Linked DNA regions of Sus scrofa: region 2 is linked to region 1. A link is a contact called in public HiChIP or PLAC-seq data. All regions are on one chromosome and are shown on one strand. Each heading gives the region's core, a stretch centred on a gene start, on an enhancer-like site or on the middle of the called end of the contact. The rest is flanking DNA. Distances are from core to core; before and after follow the strand shown.

Evidence for each region. HiChIP or PLAC-seq counts read pairs in DNA pulled down with a chosen protein or histone mark.
Region 2: a contact with region 1 is called in an H3K27ac HiChIP or PLAC-seq map of alveolar macrophages. The contact joins two enhancer-like sites. A contact is called at or near these places in 3 of 47 Hi-C or Micro-C datasets (liver, retroperitoneal adipose tissue and subcutaneous adipose tissue) and 1 of 2 datasets of contacts at active chromatin or transcription factors (alveolar macrophages).

What each region holds. Positions count from the first base shown.
Region 1 is chr4:34,076,929-34,082,772 of Sscrofa11.1, forward strand. It overlaps a transcript of ATP6V1C1 not described here. Among named protein-coding and RNA genes, the nearest start is that of ATP6V1C1, 15 kb to the left of the region's middle. Within about 2 kb of position 2,518, at least 4 of the 83 cell types and tissues checked have an H3K27ac peak or open chromatin away from gene starts, as enhancers often do. A contact at or near this core is called in alveolar macrophages, where this site is marked.
Region 2 is chr4:34,196,060-34,201,876 of Sscrofa11.1, forward strand. No RefSeq gene overlaps it. Among named protein-coding and RNA genes, the nearest start is that of AZIN1, 28 kb to the right of the region's middle. Within about 2 kb of position 4,347, at least 15 of the 83 cell types and tissues checked have an H3K27ac peak or open chromatin away from gene starts, as enhancers often do. A contact at or near this core is called in alveolar macrophages, where this site is marked.

The sequences.
Region 1 (5,844 bases), core at 1,268-3,767:
AAACTTAAAAAGAAAGTGAAAGGCAATATAATACATAAAATCAAGTAAAGAACAACCCAAAATCTGGATAAATTATTGCTTTGCTTAAGAAATGCACAATTTTATTTCATTTATGAAGGACAGAATATAAAGGCTCTTAAATGCCCTACATACAAACAGGTAGTTTTGTGACCACAGTGTAGAATCCTGATTCATTCCCAAAACTTGCTGAAATTTTTTTCCAGCTCTAAAAAAACTGCTTCAGGTGAGTAAGCACAAAAATGTCAATGCCTGGTCTGCTTCTTTCTTGGGAATGAAACTCAAATCTCCCATTTTTCATTATCATTTATCTGAGTTTTTCTGCCTTATCTTCACAATGTTCCTGACCTCTCTTTACCCATCTTTACTTCGGGCCTTCCTTTAGTTCTCTTTCCTATTTGCCTCTGCTCCAACAGTCCATTTTGCCCAAAACAACCGCTCTCTTCCTATTTAAACCAATGCAAACTTTCCTTAACAAAAGTTTTGCCAACTACGTCCAACCATGCCCCAAATCCATTAATATAATCCCAAGCTACTTCTCCCTCAACCCATGTGTCCAGATAAACCCGTGTAACTGACTGCATTAAAGCAGACATCTATTTTTCATTTCTTTTCCCTACATGTCTCTTGTTTGACTGTAACTACTTTCAATTTAGAGTCATATCATTCACCTCACCCAGTGTTTTTGGTGCCTAAATTCCCAGAACTCTGGAAACTCTGAGAAGCAAAACAAATAAAATCTCCTCCCTGTCTTGAAGGGGAGTGTGTGTGTGTGTGTGTGTGTGTGTGTGTGTGTGTAGGCCTCTATGACAGGTGGGAGGTGGGTCTGTGATGCGGGGACCTTAATGCAGACGGCAAGATAAAAAAAAAAAAAATCAAGGCAGAAGACACTGGAGGCATGAGAGAAACTACTCAGATTTTTAAACGACTCTGTCTTATCTGACTGCAATAAATACGCTTTTATTTTGTAGACACTAACAACTCTTTTTCAAAATAGAAGGATGGAAAGGAGAGAAGACAGGAAATCAATCCTAGGTCCAAAGCTCTGAGGCTGTTTCTCTTCTTTATTGTTATCACCCAGTTCTAGGAATTTGAAGGCTGTTGATTATTTTCCTACCAGAAGTAATTTGAATGTAAAATAAAAAGAGTAAAGCAGTAACTATCACAACAACGCGAAAGGTGCAGATAACAAACCCAGACAGCTGTGTTTCTTTTGTGAATGAAACTACGGGCCTGACCCAAGATAGCGGCAACCACAGAAAAGAGCACAGCACCCCAATAAGTGCTCCAATACTTAACTGCTCTTAATGGTTTTGAGAAACCAGTACGTTAGTCTCTGAAATGCAACCACCTTTTACAGTAAATTAAATATCACAACAAAGATTGAAGGTGGTCACATACAAAACAGCTTCCTTTTCAGTCCTCGAAAACATCAAGTTGTTTATACGTGGCTTATTTCAACAAGCGCAAGAGGGCATACCTCAGATATCAGCGAAATATCACACAGCCTTCCAATTGTGACACATCAACTTTTAACACAACCAATCAGTGCAAAACATTTACCATAAACCATTTATCCTAAAAATCTGCTATATCCTCCCCCAGAATTTTTTTTTTTTTTTTTTTTTTTTTTTGGTTTTTAGGGCCATACCCGTGGCATATGGAAGTTCCCAGGCTAGGGGTTGAACTGGAGCTACAGCTGCTGGCTTATGCCAACAGTCACAGCAACACAAGATCCAAGCCCTGTCTGCCACCTATACCACAGCTCACCGCAACGCTGGATCCTTAACCCACTGAGCGAGACCAGGGATCAAACCCACATCCTCATGGATATTACTCAGGTTCGTTAACCGCTGAGCCACAGTGGGAACTCCCCCTGGAAATTTTTAATATCATACAAATAAAAGCTAACAGTAACTGTTTCCTCTCTGAATGTTAAAAATTCATCCTTTGAAACAGAAGCATATTAACTGGGATTGTGGGAGAGGCTTGCTCATAATAAAACTTGTTTAAAGTTTCCAACAACAATGGGGGATTTCGCCTTCCAAGGAACACTTCTCCGATTCACACAGAATGAAATTGTAAAATTTTCCAGACACATACCATCTTAAAATAAATCTTAACTTTCAGGTTGTTTTGTTTTCAACTTAAGACAGTATTTATAAATACTTCATAATCCTATTACAGGTTACCTAAATTTCATGCCATAAATACACTGAAATATGAAAGACAATTTAATCTTCATAAATTGGCTTTTTTTTTTTAAATTTTACAGTTGGTTAGAAAGAAACTCATAAGTCAAGCCTTACTGTCACACAGATGCTGATCATAAAAACTGAAACACATTAGGGAGGTAACAACACATAACACAAGGCTAAAACTCTCTTACAACTTCTGGTAAAGCTGGCTGAACTGCTGCCCAGAGCAAGGAGGGCACTGGAGCCCCAGTACTGAAAGGAATCATCAGAACCTCCTGAGCTCACACAGACTTCCTCTCTGCCACAGGCAACTCAACACTGACCCACAGAGCAAATAACTCCTTCCAGGCCAGGGAACGCCCTGAATCTACACTCACGGCTCCCAAGACATGACTTCCCTTTTCTTTTGCGCAGGTATTTATAATCCTGACGGGGCCACACCACGGTTTCCACTAGAAGGTGCTGACATCTCTAGGGCAATGTATTCTAACCTGAAATTCAACAAGCCAAAGACTTAAAACAAGCCTGTTCTCTCCAACTCATCACTCAAGCTTGAGATCCTGTTTCCTGGTAAAGACAACCACTCAATCAATCTGTGCATTTCAATATGCTGAGCGATTTGTCCTTGACCCCTTCAAAGAAGATGCTATCACCACACTCACCTGCAGGTGAGAGAAGAGTTAATGAAATTTCTTGCCCAAGGTCACAGAGCTAGTGACTGCACACATTTAACACTCTATTTTATTAAAACACTGCTCCTAACCTCTCCATCACTAACATGTGGTAGAGAGCCTGTCGCTAAGAAGCACTTGGACAGGTGTCCAGCAAATAAAAGATGGCACCACATGGGGTGTCTCTCCTCCAGGAGGAGTTTGGACACATCTGGGAGAATTTTAGGTTGTCCCAACGTGGGAGCCACTACTGGCGTTTAGTGGATGGGGGCCAGGCAGGGAAAGTCCTGTCCATCAGGCCAACAGCACACCCAGAGAAACACTATGCTCAAACACGAAGCTATAAGCTGGTTCACAAAGAAAACCTTTCATGGTAAAGTCAATCCACCTGTTAATTTACAGCTTAATTTACAAATAACTTCCTATTTACTGACAGTTTGCTTAAAATACCTTAAAAGACACATCAATCTCTTTCTATAAAACACCATTTCTGCACTTACCTGGCATTTTATTTTCAAACATACACAAGCCTCATTTTAGATACAGAGCCCCATCTTCTATCCACTGTAACCACAGCACCTCTCCTCCACTGCCCACCCGGCTCCTTTGAACTCAATAAGTACAGCAGATTTGCTACACACTTGGAAAAGATTTTTGCTTCATTATCAAGAATAGAGTTTGAGAAGTTCCTGTCGTGGGGCAGCAGAAACGAACCCGACTAGTATCCATGAGGACGTGGGTTCAATCCCTGGCCTCGTTCAGTGGGTTAAGGATCTGGTGCTGCCATGAGCTGTGGTGTAGGTTGCAGATGTGGCTCAGATCCCGAGTCACTGTGGTGTAGGCTGGGGGCTACTGCTCCGATTGGACCCCAAGCCTGGGAATCTCCATGTGCCATGGGTGCGGCCCTAAAAAAAAAAAAAAAGAAAAAAGAAATTTTTAGTTTCAAACTAAAGGTTAGGGTCACTCATGTCAGGAGGAAATTTCAGACTGCCCTGCTTAACTGCCTCAGCTGTCTTTCCAAGGGCACTATACTAATGCTTTCTACTATGTCTTAAAAACACTGATGAAATGAGAACCAAACACGAATTAGTTTATAACTAAAATAGCATAAAGTTCCACATCCAAAGGGCGGAAAAGGTTTATTCTGCCAGACAGATCAGAACACACACAAGAACAAATTTTAACTAGGAGGTACCTGGTCAAAACTGTACCAGGAATTCCCTTTATGGCTCAGCGGTTAACAAAGCCGGCTAGGATCCATGAGGATTCAGGTTCGATCCCTGGCCTTGCTCAGTGGGTTAAGGATCTGGCATTGCCGTGAGCTGTGGTGAAGGTCGAAGATTCAGCTTGGGTGTGGTACAGGCTGGCAGCTACAGCTTTGATTCGACCCCTAGCCTGGGAACCTCCATATGACACAGGTATGGCCCTAAAAAGCAACAAAACAAACAAAAAAACCCCTACCAAACTGTAGCTACTCCTAAGCAAACTCAAGTTCAAAAGGAAGACTGATCGCTGAGAGACTGGTGAACCACAAGGAGCTCCTCTACCAAAGGTTTATTTTGGCATTCCAGTTTTGCTCTTTGGCTGATGAGATTATTTCAAAAGTTGTGGAAAATAATCACAGAATCAGATTTTTGAAGTCCACACATTTTTTTCCAGATAGAAAAAAATAATGTAAATAAGGCTTCAAGGCTAACATGGCAAAAAAAAAAAAAATAAAAATGGCTTCCTCCCCAATTTTTGGGTTTTTTTTTTTTTTTTTTTTTTTTTGGTCTTTTAAAGCCACACTCACGGCACACGGAGGTTCCCAGGTCCTGCTCAGTTTTAAAAGCAGAGTTACACTAACCACCTAGTCAGATTCTGAGTACTGTTTCTTTAGATTTTATCTAGTCCCTGCAAGATACACCAAAAGAGAAAAGGATCCGGGAGGGGTGAGACACAAACCCGAGGCTCCAGCTTCTGCACAACTTGAGACTTGCTTATTGCCAAAGAACAGTGATTGACAAGCTGAGTGCTCTCACTGGCCCACCTTGCTGCTCCTTATCTCCTCCAGCTGAACTGGAAACTGAACAGCTTCACCCAAGCTAACAGAAAAGCAGTTTTTAAAGCCCTGATCACCACTGCCAAATCCCTTTGACGTTTTCCTACTCAAAAAAAGTTCACCAGAAGTGCTGTGGATCAAAGATCACAGTGCGCTACAAGAAACTCAGCCTTCACCCTAGATGTGACTGTGCGTTAAGTCAGCAGTCAGAAAACAGTGGAAGTTATGCCAGACTTAGACCGAGCACTTTATCTCTGTTTCTAGGTCCGAGAGTCTAGGTAGGTGTCTACCTATACATGAATGGCATTTTCTTTCTTTCTTTTTTTTTTTGTCTTTTTGCCTTTTCTAGGGCCGCGCACGTACCTTATGGAGGTCTGAAGGCTAGGGGTCAAATCGGAGCTGTAGCCGCCAGCCTATACCACAGCCACAGCAACGCCAGATCCTTAACCCACTGAGCGAGGCCAGGGATCGAACCCGAAACCTCATGATTGCTAGTCGGATTTGTTAACCACTGAGCCATGATGGGAACTCCGTGAATGGCATTTTCATCTACTTTCTCACAAAGACCTGTCGGAACAACATAAACATGAAAGGGAATCCCTGAGATGACGGCTCAATACAGTTAATACAAAGTAGATGATATTACCAAAGGATAAATCTGGAAGGTCAAAACAGATTTTTGCAAAGGAGTCTTCCATCCACCCCCAAATGATCCAGCCTCCCCTGCGTACTTCAAGAGCACTTAGTGGGGAGTGAGCTACCACCAGTGAAGACTGCAAACAGGATCTAATCAATCTCTCCTTCCTCAGCTCCTCAGCCCCTCTAATGGTGAGTAGAGTTTATGTTCTCCTTAATTCCTTGGTGGAGAGAGAAGGTACCTCCCTTCAAATCCTTCCGTGGCGCATTCCCTTTCTTA
Region 2 (5,817 bases), core at 3,097-5,596, 120 kb after region 1:
AGCCCTGGCACTTCCACATGCTGTGGGTGTGGCCTTAACAACAACAACAAAAAAGACAAAAATGGGATTGGCCTCAGAGTTCCCTGGTAGCCTAGTGAGTTAAGGATCTGCTGTTATCACTGCAGTGGCTCAGGTCACTGCTGTGGCATGGGTTTGATCCCTGGTCTGGGAACTTCCACATGCCATGGTTGCAGCCAAAAAAAGAAAAATATGAGTTCCCATTGTGGCTCAGTGGGTTAAGAGCCCAACTAGTATCCAAGAGGATGTGGGTTCGATCCCTGGCCTTGCTCAGTGGGCTAAGGATCCAGCATTGCCGTGAGCTGTGGTGTAGGTCACAGACGCAGCTCCAATTTCACCCCTGGACTGGGACCTTCCATATGCTATGGGTGCAGCCCTAAAAAGTTAAAAAAAAATTAAAAGAAAAAGAGAAAAGGAGTTGGCCTAAATAATGTATATATAATTTATAATTCATGTTAAATGATATTTCTTTCATTCTAAGATTCTAAGAATTTATACTTTGGTGGCTGGAAAGAATCTTGATATTTTATGGTCAAAAACTCTATTTTTTAGATGGGAAAGTTAAGAACACAATACCATGTGGCTTGTCTAAAGCCAGGCTCTGTAGAGCAACAGAGCTAATTAGAAACCAGGGAACTTCCTACAGGCCACAGGTTTTCAAACTGTAGACAGTAAGCCATTAGTGAGTAGCTCTACAAATCGATCTTACAAGTTACAACTGCCTTTTATTTCTATTTTACTTTTATTTATTTATTTTTTTGGCTTCATCTGTGACATGCGGAAGTTCCAGGGATCAAACCCACACCACAGCATCGATCTGAGCCACAGCAGTGACAACAATGGATCCTTAACGTGCTGCACCAAAAGGGAACGCCTTATTTTACTTTTAAAAATATTTTGTAGTAGATGTCATTTTTTAGATCAGTTTTTTGTTTTCTGTTTTGTTTTGTTTGCTTTTTAGGGCCACACCCATGGCATATGGAAGTTCCCAATTCCCAGGCTAAGCGTCCAATCGGAGCTACAGCTGCTGGTGGCCTAAGCCACAGCACAGAAACTTGGGATCTGAGCCACGTCTGCAACCTACACCACAGCTCACAGCAACGCTGGATCCTTAACCCACTGAGCGAGGCCAGTGATCGAATCCGCATCCTCATGGATACTAGTGGGGTTTGTTACCACCGAGCCACAATGGGAACTCTCAGAGCAGTTTTTTCCTGTTTGCTTTTTTTTTTTTTGCTTTTTTCGGGCCGAACCCATTGCATATGGAGATGCCCAGGTTAGGGGTTGAAAATAAGCTATAGCTGCTGGCCTACGCCACAGCCACAGCAATGCAGGATCTGAGCTGCATCTTTGTGACCTACACCACAGTTCACAGCAAAACCAGATCCTTAACCTACTGACCGAGGCCAGGGATGAACCCTCAACTTCTTGTTCCTAGTCAGATTTGTTTCTGCTGCACCACAATGGGAACTCCTTCCAGAGCAGTTTTTTTTTTTCTTTTTTTTTTTTTTTCTTATTTTATTCTCCCAGAGCAGTTTTAAGTTCACACAAAAATTGCACAGAAGGTACATGTGTTAATTGATGAACTGATACTGATACAGGATTATTAATTAAATCCATAGTTTACATTAGGCTTCTCTGTTTGTGTTGTACATTCTATGGGTTCTGAAAAATGCATAATGTCACCTGTCCATCATTACCATGTTATACAGAATAGTCTCACTGCCTAGAAATGCCCTGTGCTCCACTGTTCATTCCTCCCGGACCTCCTCCACTGGTTCATTTTGTTTATGTATAAGGTACACTAGAATAAAAAAATCATAGTGCATACCTCACAGTATGGATATTAGTATATGAAATGTTTAGATAATTATAAATACATGTGTATTTAGATTAAGGTGTAAAATATATTTCTTACTATGGATTGGAAAGAAAAAGTTTGAGAAACTCTGCTCTAAGCTGTCTCTTACTTAAAATTCTAGGGAATCAATCCAGAAAATGAATACACAGATGGAATATTTCATAATGAAACCAAAACAAAGAAAATATATAACCAAGAGACTTAAGAAAATAAACAAGCACACAAACATGCTCTGAAAAGTGAGCACAAAGAGGTCAGAAAGTTACTGCTTTCCCCAAATTTGTTTTGATTTTTGTTTTTTCATTAGGAATGCAAATCATTCAGATTTTGAGACTTTAACATGCCCAGAGTAAGTATTGGGGGCGGGGGGTAAGAATGACCTGTTGCATCCTTGCAAATTTGCAAATTGGTTCTATTCAAAGTTTCCAAAAATGGTATCTCTGGATGGCAATCAACAATGAAAAATGTCTTTTCTGTGAGTTTTTTGAGGTTTGTTTGGCTCTGTAGCATCACATTTCTTACTTTCTCATCAGAAACCTCATGGAACAGGGATGCTTTTGTATTTAACATCATGTCATGCCAGGTGTCCGAAGATTTCCAAAAAACTTGAATTTATGTTTGAGTTAGATTCCTCTATTTTTATCTTTTTCTTTTTTTATCATTTTAGGGCCACACCTGCAACATATGGAGGTTCCCAGGCTAGGGGTTTAATCGGAGCTGTAGCCGCCAGCCTACACCACAGCCACAGCAATGCCAGATTCGAGCCATATCTGTGACCTACACCACAGCTCACAGCAACACCGGATCCTTAACCCACTGAGTGAGGCCAGAGATTGAACCTGAAACCTCATGGTTCCTAGTCAGATTCGTTTCCATTGTGCCACGGACGAGAACTCCCAGATTCCTCTATTTTAAAAAATCTCCTCTCCATATACATTGATGCTTCATCTGTCCAGAAGACGTGTGGAATCTTGACACACCAGGGGGTGTCAGTGAAAAATCCTGATTTCAAACTTGGAATTGCACTGGCCTGTTATGTGGCCTGCAGGTGGACTCAGGTTTGAATTCCAGTTTTTACTACTGATCCCTGTGAGTACCTGAAAAGGAATTCTCTCCTAGTTTTGTTTTTTTCTTTTTTGGCTGCCCCATGACCTATGGGTTTCTGGGCCAGGGATCGAAGAGAAGCTGGAGCTGTGACCTACGCCACAGCTGTGGCAAGGCCAGATCCTTAACCCACTGCACTGGGGCAGGGATCAAACCTGCGTCTCTGCTACTCCAGAGATACCGTCAATCCCATTGTGCCACAGTGGGAATTCCTCTCCTAGAATTCTTTTTAAAGGTGATATATAAAAATTCCATATTAAATGATGCTAAGATCATATTAAGAGCTTCTCCTTAGATGAGTAATGTGCCTTGTTCAGCCCTGTGCATGTGCTTCTAATCCCATCAATCCCATGACACAGAAATTATTGTACTCATTTAACAGTCAAATAAATTTAAGCTCAGAAAGCTTACAGAGCAGGTCCAACACCACCAGGAAGATAGTGGTTAAGTTAGATTAGAAGCCTTGTCTGAAAATGCAGGAATCTATTCTTCTGTGTGTCCCCAGGGCCTAACATCGTGCTTGGTATGTAATACATGTTCAGAAGAGGTTTCCTGAAGGGATGACTGATGGAAGAGCAAAGGCTTAGCAAATGTTTTGGGGTGGGATAAATAAGATACTATAACTACTAGTGCCCTAATAATATAATAATACGTTATACAATGTAGTAACAATATACTGCTACTACTTCTATATCTGGCATTTGTTGAATACTTATTTGTTACAGGTACTATGTTAAAGGCTTTACATGCATTCTATCCCACAATGTACAGAATGGTATGGCATATAGTAATACATCAATTTACACATCGCTATAATGGGAGCTACCACCATTTTAGCAAATGAGCTGAAAGTTACAATCTCTTCCAACCCACACACTTGCTGCTTCTCTCGGAGCTGTACGGAACAGGCCCAACTGAGGGTCAGCCCTTTCGGCAGTGAACCAACCAGCACGTTTACAACATGTTGGTTACTCTCTATATTACATAAGGTGCCCCAGTGTGCTTTTTTGGTGTGAGGGAGGAAGGGGGTTGCTTCGTTGTGCTCGCACCTAGTTTGCATAACGTGCTCTTCTCTTTCAGGCTGAATTGAGAAAGAAGCCATGTGGTCTGGTGGCGGCAGCTGGGAGGAGAGATGGTGACTCAGCAGGGCTTTGCGTGGAACAGCACAGGGCAGCTCTGGGGAGCCGCAGGATCAGTTTCCCCCCAAACCCCGTAGGGGGCTGTGTGCTCTGAGCACAATCAGGCTGACAGACAGCCCTGGCAGGGAGGAGGGAGAGGAAGAAGGTTGTCAGTGGTGGGACCTGGTCAGGCTGTGTTGGTGTCCTTGGGGACAATGGGAGGAAGTTCTGGGGAACAGGACCATGCACCATCATCATAGTACTGAAAGTTCTTTGTGACACAAGCTAGCATATTTTAAACTGGGAAAGTACCAGGTATTGCTCATGCATCTACGTAAGCTCTTGAGCCAATAGCCTTGAAGTCAAACTTCCAGATGGTCTCTGGAGTCCTTCATGAAGCACATGCCACAGGCAGGAGTCCTATGCACAGTTTTAGAAATAGAGCACTTTATCACAACCATAGGTCTTCAGTCTAGTGGGCCTACTATTGAACTCAGTATCAATACATTTTGAAACAGCACTTATATAGAGTATGATGTCACTTTTTTTTTGACGTCACTTTTATATCTCTAATGATATTACATTTTTCATGAAAAACTTCTATGGAAGAGATCTTAGAGTGTATTCATTCATTCATTCATTCAATCTATAATTTATTATTCTTTTTTAAAAAGTTATATTTTCTGACAGAGGTCTTGGGAAAGCCTGGAAAATATGAATAAAAATTCTTTGTATTCTGGGAACTTTTGAAAAATTCACATGAGATAATGTATAGAAAGTAACTGGTAAGTGGTAAAGCACCATGTGAAATTACTGCATTTCACCTATTAAAGAAACTGACATGGAAGTTCCTGCTGTGGCTCAGAACCCAACTAGTATCTTTTTTTTTTTTTCTGCGTTTTGTCTTTTCTAGGGCCGCACCCGCCGCATATGGAGGTTCCCAGGCTAGGGGTCTAATCAGAGCTACAGACACCAGCCTGTCACAGTCACAGCAACATCAGATCCGAGCCGCATCTGAGACCTACACCACAGCTCACAGCAGCACTGGCTCCTTAACCCACTGAGCAAAGCCAGGGATCGAACCCGCAACCTCATGGTTCCTAGTCGGATTCGTTAACCACTGAGCCATGATGGGAACTCCCCAACTAGTGTCTTTGAGGATGTGGGTTCGATCCCTGGCTTTGCTCAGTGGGTTAAGGATCCAGCATTGCCGAAAGCTAGAGTGTAGGCCTCATACATGCCTTGAATCCTGCATTGTTGTGGCTGTGGTGAAGGATGGCAGCTACAGCCCCAATTCAACCCCTAGCCTGGGGACTTCTATATGCCGCATGTGCAACCCAAAAAACAAACAAACAAAAAAACTGAGACATGGAGTGAAGTGAGCAAAAATTTTGCCCAAAGTCATAATTATCTAGTAAAGGAGGGCCAAAAATGAGATATAAATTCAGGTGACTGGACATATTATAGACTGGAGTTGGCCGAGCAAAACAATTTCCCTTTTGTAGTCAGGAAGTGGGTGACTGTAAGAAATGTTGGTCCAACTGAGGTAGAAAGGGGTACTTACTGAGAGGACACAGAGGGCTCACAGGATCCAAGGACAAAAAGCAAAGTGTTGCAAGGTTTCATTCAAACTGGCCAGAGAAATGGGCCCTCAGGAACAGGGTGGCTCCTCCCTATGTCTCTCTGTCTCTGCTTCTGAGCCAGCTTCAGCCTTTC